2 separate regions of the Triticum aestivum genome follow, and region 2 is linked to region 1. The links are chromatin contacts, called in public Hi-C maps. All regions are on one chromosome and are shown on one strand. The core of a region is the stretch at or near the end of the contact, and the rest is flanking DNA. Distances in the headings are between cores, read along the strand shown.

Region 1 (3,415 bases), core at 665-3,164:
TCATTCCGAATTTGAAAAATTATTCCAATTTTTTGAAAAAATATTTGTGTTTTTACCGAATTTGTTGAAGATTTAAAAATGTTACAAATTTGAAAAATATTCTTCTTTTAGTGATATGTTGAGAAAGTTGAAGATGTTTTTGCATTAAAAGACACATTTTCTAAATTTCTTCTATATGTTCAAAATATGTTCCCATTTTCCAAAATTGTAAACAAATTAAAAAAATATCGTACTTTATAAAATATTCTTGCTTTTAAGAAATGTTTGTGAATTTCAACAAATGTTCCGTTCAAAATTTTGTGCGTGGTTTTTAAAATGTACGGAATTTTCAAAAAAATGCTTGTAATTTGGAAAAGTGTTCATGTTGTCAAGTATATCTGGCAGTTGATAGTAATCAATGTCTAAAAAGATCAAAAAATAAATAAAAATGTTTTGAAGCGGACGTTTCATTATATTCTGTAATGTTCACGCTGACCATTGGTTAGCAGGACGTGTTGTTTGAGTGTCTAGCAACATGTGGTCGGGTCTTTAAGGTTGTGAGTTCGATCACTCCCATCCTGGGCCGTCTCCGCATCTGGCACATCGAGCTAAGCGGCTTGTTCAGAATAAGGGGCGCCATAAATTATTAGCGGTGATTGCTTCCATATGCCAATAAAAAAAGAATATGCAGGTTAATTGTACTTGAAAGAAATTATGGGCACTTGTCAATACAACAGAGTCTACTGGTTTGGCTCTAATTAAAGGGTGTCATGCTGAACTAGAGAATATGGTCATGTGGGGGTCTTGATCCATTCTTAAATTGAGCTAGAGGCATGTAATTTTATTATCCAGTTGCAACGCACGGGCATGTGTGCTAGTACTTACTCATTTATGACTTTTTAGCCTTTTTTTAAACCACAAACTTTTCTCATATTCGTGAAGTTATAGTCAAAACCGTGAAATGTTTAAAATTTTGTGATCTTTTTCATATGCAAGAAGTTTTTCATATTTGCGAGCTTTTTTATAATTCACATTTTTTTTGTCAATTTCATGACTTTTTTTCAAATTTGTGATCTTTCTCAAATTCGTGAACATTTTTTCAAATTCAAGAACTACTTTAATATTAAAGATTGGTTTTTCTATTGCGTGAACTTTTTCCTAGCCCGTGCTATTTTTTAAAAAGTCAATGGTCATGGTCAACAAAGTGAGCACCTGCGCTGTTGAGCCGACCCACAAGAGCTGGCCCCACCAGGCGCGTTAGAGTTCATGACATTCATAAAATGTTGTCGAAATTGAGTGTTTGTGAAATAAAAATATTGCGATTTCATAATTTGTTAATCATTGCAAAACAAATGTTAGGAAAAATTGAAAATATTCATGATTCAAGGAAAAGTTCATGAATTTTAAAACTATTTGTAAACTTTTACATTTTTTAATGAATTTAATAAAATGTTTGCGAAGTTGACAAAGGATCGTAAAACCAAAATTTGTTTGGAAGCTTATGTGGACTAGTTTTAGAAATATCCATGTGTTTTTTTTTGTGTTTCTTTATTGGTTTCCATGTGTTTCCCTTTTTGTGTTATTTCTCTGTGTTTCTTTATTGTTTTCTTTATTTTTTAATTAGCTATTGTTTTCCTTAATAATTGTCAAATCAAATATGTCTTTTGGTTGTCCTTTCTTCTTTAAACAGAGGCGAAAAAGATATTTTCTTCTTCTTCTCATCTTGACCCAGTTTCTCTTATTTTTGGACGCACTCACTCGAAGTCCTAGTAGTCAATAGATACCATGTCTCGGCTCGCTCAAATCACTTTCCACTTTGCTTTTCTCCTGACGGGGTTTCTTTTGACCTCGTGGCCTCGATCTCCCCTCTCGTGGCAATCAATCACCGTCGTCACCCGTCGCCAGCATTCGCCTTTCCAAGAGTTATCCAAGCTCTGCACCAGTGATTGCACAGTGACAGTGGCCAGGTAAATCCATCCAGCTGGCCAGCTCGCTCGCGGTGTCCAGACGGCCAAGTGCACGCATACATGTTCACCAACAGTTGGTGATTGTCGGCCGGCCGGTCGGTGGCGCATGCATGCACGTCGGTCGTCCGTTGGCGCGCATGCACGCACGTTGCCGCCCCCGGAGATCCGTGCACCGCGCGCATGCCAGTGGAACGACAACCCCACATGCATGTGATGAGGCGGAGAACGTTCTTCCATGCGCCGACCGAGATCTGCCAAGTACTATTTGGCCAGAATTAAGCTATGGATTGAGAGGATTGATAGCTTTACCTCTTTTATTCAAAAAAGTAGAGATTGATACTCCAAAAAGAACCAATAGCAAGCAAGGTGCATGCATATGATTGGCCCAACACGTCAACCCCTGGCCAGCGCCACTATTTTGCTATAATTAGCTTTCCAAACCAATCACCCGCAAAAAAGAAAATAAAAACTTTCCAAACCAATCAGTATATATATCGGAGTGTTGTGCTTGTTCACTCACCCCTGGACAGCTCCATCTCGCTCACTATAAGCAAGACAAAGAGTTCTAAAATAAAGACAAAGAGTTCTAAAAAAAGACAAAGAACTCTAAAAAAAAAAAGAAGCAAGACATAGTAGCACCCGTTCTCATGTGCGTGTTTCTAGCACGTTTAGATTCACCTCATCTTTTTTTTATACTAGCTATAGTTTTCGTTAATAATTGCCAAATCTAAGACGTCTAATGGATGTCACTTCTTCTTTAAAAACAGGGGGAAAGGTCTTTTTTTTTTCTCATCTTGACCCAGTTTCTCCTATTTTTGACACGCTCACTTTAAGTCCTAGAAGTAAATACTCCTAGATACCATGACAGTATGGCACCTAGCCATGACAGGATGAGAATATGCCTTGTGATTAACTGTTTATTGAAATTACACAATATATGGAGCTTTCAGGGTTGCCCTCCTGGGACGCCTCTCATTCTATCAGTGCCACGATCATGGGTCATCAGCAAGCAAGCCATCGTTTCATGCGTGTTGTTTCCCTTTGGTTTATCCACCGAGCCAGGCACTGACCAAGTGACAGATTAACGACCTGGGCTGTGCCCACGAGTGTGTGCGTGAGTGGCCTGATGGGCCGGCCCAGTGGGGCCTATAATGACGTCTACTTATAGGCTAGTGCGAGGAGAGGCAGGCATCGATCTATAAACTGAATACTGTTGTCTTTAATCCCAAGCCTTCCTCTGTGCCCCTTCTTCCTCCCCAAGTTATTCCCCTCTGTCTCGATCTACCACATCCTGGCGTGACGCAAGGAGTTGCTGCGATCCCGTAGCATCTGGTACTCAGAGCCCATATGGATCCACGTCCTCTGCTTCGAAAAAATTCTCGCGATCTTCCGATCAATCCATAGACCAGCTCCTAATTCCAGGCAAAAGGTGTGGATCCCCTCGGGTGAATTCGCGCAAAACACTTCGG
Region 2 (3,574 bases), core at 641-3,140, 63 kb after region 1:
TCTATCTCCCTAGCCAATCAAACTTGTTGATTTGCTCGGGAGTGGTTGAGAAGGCTCAGATCTACACTTCCACTAAGGGATTTTTGATTCCCCCACTCATCCTTAGCGGATCTTGTTACTCTTGGGTGTTTGAGCACCCTGGACGGTTGAGGTCACCTCGGAGCCATATTCCATTGTGGTGAAGCTTCGTGGTCTTGTTGGGAGCCTCCGATTAAGTTGTGGAGTTTGCCCCAACCTTGTTTGTAAAGGTCCGATCGCCGCCTTCAAGGGCACCAATAGTGGAATCACGGCATCTCGCATTGTGTGAGGGCGTGAGGAGAATACGGTGGCCCTAGTGGCTTCTTGGGGAGCATTGTGCCCCCACACCGCTCCAACGGAGACGTACTTCCCCTCAAAAGGAAGGAACTTCGGTAACACATCCTCGTCTTCACCGGATCCACTCTTGGTTATCTCTTACCTTTACTTGTGCAAGCTCTTTAGTGTTTGTTCCCTTGCTTGCTTGTGTGCTTGTTGTTGTTGCATCACATAGGTTGTTCACCTAGTTGCACATCTAGACAACCTACTTTGATGCAAAGGTTAATTTGGTAAAGAAAAGCTAAAAATTGGTAGTTGCCTATTCACCCCCCTCTAGTCAACTATATCGATCCTTTCATATTTAGATATAGAAGATTAGCCTTGACTACTACTTTCAAGGCCTATTTTTTTGTAGATTCGCCACTGGGCGGCACGACATGCCATCGAAAGTGGAGTACACCAATAACCACCCCCCCCCCCCCCCCCCCCCCCGCCGCCGCCGCCTCTGTAAACCTGAAGACCTAAAATGTTTTATAAAAGTTAAGAGAGGTAGATGACATGTTTTCAATTAATAGATAAAGTTGATCCACATCTATACTATTTTATATAGAAAACACAATTGTCGGCTATGTTAAGTTCCTTATTTTCACACAAGTATACGTGATATTCATTTATTCTAAAGCGCAACACACGTAACAATGTACCGTCTAAGATCTAAGAGTGCATTGTTAGGACGATATGGGTTAGAAGGCCACACATCTTTTCCTTCCCCTGACGCGTAGGCACTAAGGCGGGGTTCTCTTCCCTCTCACCAACCAGCCCGTAGATTCTCTTCCGCTCTGCCCGTCACTTCGGCGGCTGGTGGCGAGAACGGCAATTCCGGTGGTTCAGAGCCGGTTAGTAGTTTAGTTTAGCGTTTTTTAATCCTTGCATGGGCGGCGCTTCATCTTTGAGTTGGTCTTCCAGAAATCTATCCTCCTCAAATTTGTCTGCCAGGATGAGTAACGAAGCTTCGACACAAATTTCAACCGTCCTCTTAGAGCGGCAAGGTTAGGGTTTTCATCATACATGCGCGACGATGAAATCTAGTATCAGACACTAAAGATCGATTCAAGGGTTCAATGATTACGACTGCGGTTCCGAGGCGCTAGTCCTTAGTGGCACGAGCACGAAGACCTCCTAGATGTCATCGACAAAGACAAGCCGGCTCCGGTACAGAAGTGATGGCATCGGTGCGTCAACGGACAATAGTGGTCGTTCGATGGTCCAAGAACCTCGGTTCATTATATTTTTTTGCGTGTTTTTGTACTTGCAGCAAACTTTTATAATACAGCTCTGCTTTTTTTTAAGTATGTACTACACTCTACACTTTGCAACTGGAAAGGGAAGAATTCCCAAAATCTTAGGAAGAGGGGCGGACTGCACAACGAGTAATTTGACTTAGACACGAGGTGCTACAGAGAAAAGTAGCAAAAGGAGAAGCAGTAGTAGGAGAGCTGGAAACAAAAGCTGCCAACACGAAATCAATAATTTAGGGTCCCTAAAAAAATCAATAATTTAGTGGATTTTATTTAAGACTACAGTAATTAATTCCGGTCTAGCTATCCCCGCCTGGATTTCCGAAAGAAACAAAAACAAACTCTCGCCGCCGTCCTCTCCCCGCTCCCCCCTCCTCCTCCGCCGCCGCGCCTCGCCTCGCCGGACTCCGGCTGCCGGCCTACCCCAGGGCTCCCCGTCTCCTCCTCCTCCTCCCCGCCTACCCGGGCAATGGCTCACTGACCAGGCCGCCGAGGCGAGACAGACGACCGAGCTCCACCCCCACGCGGGCCGAGGACGATGAGCTCGTCGGCTTCGAGGAGCGGAGAGCTCGGGCGGACGTGCGGAGCGGACGCCCCTCCCCCGAGGCCGGCCCCCGCCCCGTCCACGGCCGCGGCGAAGGCGCGGAGCGGGGAGCTGCTGCTGCCGCCCATGGGCGGCGCCGACGCCGCGGCGGTGCGGCACGAGGGGTGGATGGTGCGGTACGGGCGGCGGAAGATCGGGAGGTCCTTCTTCCACACCCGCTACTTCGTGCTCGACAACAAGCTCCTCGCCTACTACAAGAAGCAGCCCAAGGACAACAACATGGTAGGTGCTCCACAGCTTCAGAGCTCCATACTGTGCAGTTATTAGCTTGTCGGAGTCGTTGGGGTCGCGGTCCACCTTCCGGGGAGAGCTCCGGTTGCTCCCCGGCGAGTTTTCAGCGGGATTTTTCCGAGCTCGTGGTGCGCTCTGGCCAATTTGGGTGGAGCGGGGGAGGGCGATCGGGGGATTCAATCGGTTGTCAGTTCTACTTGCGGTAAATAACTTTGGGCGGAGAGCAGTTCGGTGCCATAGTTAGGCCAGGATCTGCTGGGTTGAATTCAATGTTTCCTCGTGCAGTGAGCTGGTGTCAGTTGTAAACTCTGAAGCTGAACGAATTTTTTCATTATAAGTTAAACTGCTCTTGACTAAGCGCTTTTTCTTTGAATTTGTGGGGTTTTTCTTTTTCCTGTGAATCATGTGAGCAACTTGCTTGATGTGCCTGGAGCACATGGATGACCTCTTTTACTGTTCCAATAATAGAGTCTACTGTTATCTTGTAAGGTGCTGTTTTCATAGATGGACAGCACATAGATGGGGTTAAGGGTAAGAGTGCTTGGAACAAATTCCCCTGTTTCTGTGGGAACCGACAAGTTTCAGTTAGCTGCATTCCTCTTTGTTCGAGCCTTAGCAAGAGGTTTCCAATACAATGAAAAAAACGTGACAATTTGATACCAGTACATTGTTTGAGTGGTATATTCCGCAACAGGGGCATGGTGCTTGCATTTAACTTTCTGGAGCAAATCTTGTGGATGTGCAGGTGCCACTTAAGTCTCTTCACGTAGATGGGAACTGCAGAGTGGAGGATAGAGGGCTTAAAACACATCATGGACAAGTAAGTCCGCTCTTCCCTTTTGTTTACTTCATCAAATAGTAATATGCTTATATGCCTTATAGAATGAGCGTGCCAATTAATGCTGGTCGAGAGCACTAGGTGTGTTAGTTCCTTGCACATGAAATTCACTTGTCGTTAGCTTTTAATCTTGAATAAAATCTCTGCCATTAGAGTCAGAAAAATTGGTATCCTTACTTTTGAGGATTGTACTTCTGAGCAGAATAGGATTGCCAACAAATAGTGTGGCATGTATTTCACCTACAAACTGACATATAATAATTTTGATCATTTGTGTAAACTGTTATGTTAACAGGTAAAACATACAAA

Evidence for each region. Hi-C and Micro-C count contacts between places; a contact is called where the count stands out from the background.
Region 2: a Hi-C map of leaf shows a contact between it and region 1, with 3 times the contacts expected there. The contact joins the promoter of LOC123154802 here to the enhancer-like site in region 1. A contact is called at or near these places in 2 of 5 Hi-C or Micro-C datasets (both in leaf).

What each region holds. Positions count from the first base shown.
Region 1 is chr7A:24,172,992-24,176,406 of IWGSC CS RefSeq v2.1, forward strand. No RefSeq gene overlaps it. Among protein-coding and RNA genes, the nearest start is that of LOC123152017, 59 kb to the left of the region's middle. Within about 2 kb of position 1,915, at least 3 of the 8 cell types and tissues checked have an H3K27ac peak or open chromatin away from gene starts, as enhancers often do. A contact at or near this core is called in leaf, where this site is marked.
Region 2 is chr7A:24,236,398-24,239,971 of IWGSC CS RefSeq v2.1, forward strand. LOC123154802 (protein ENHANCED DISEASE RESISTANCE 2) reads left to right here and starts at 1,891. Exons shown (of 22, transcript XM_044573435.1): 1 at 1,891-2,418; 2 at 3,173-3,247. The coding sequence starts at 2,131.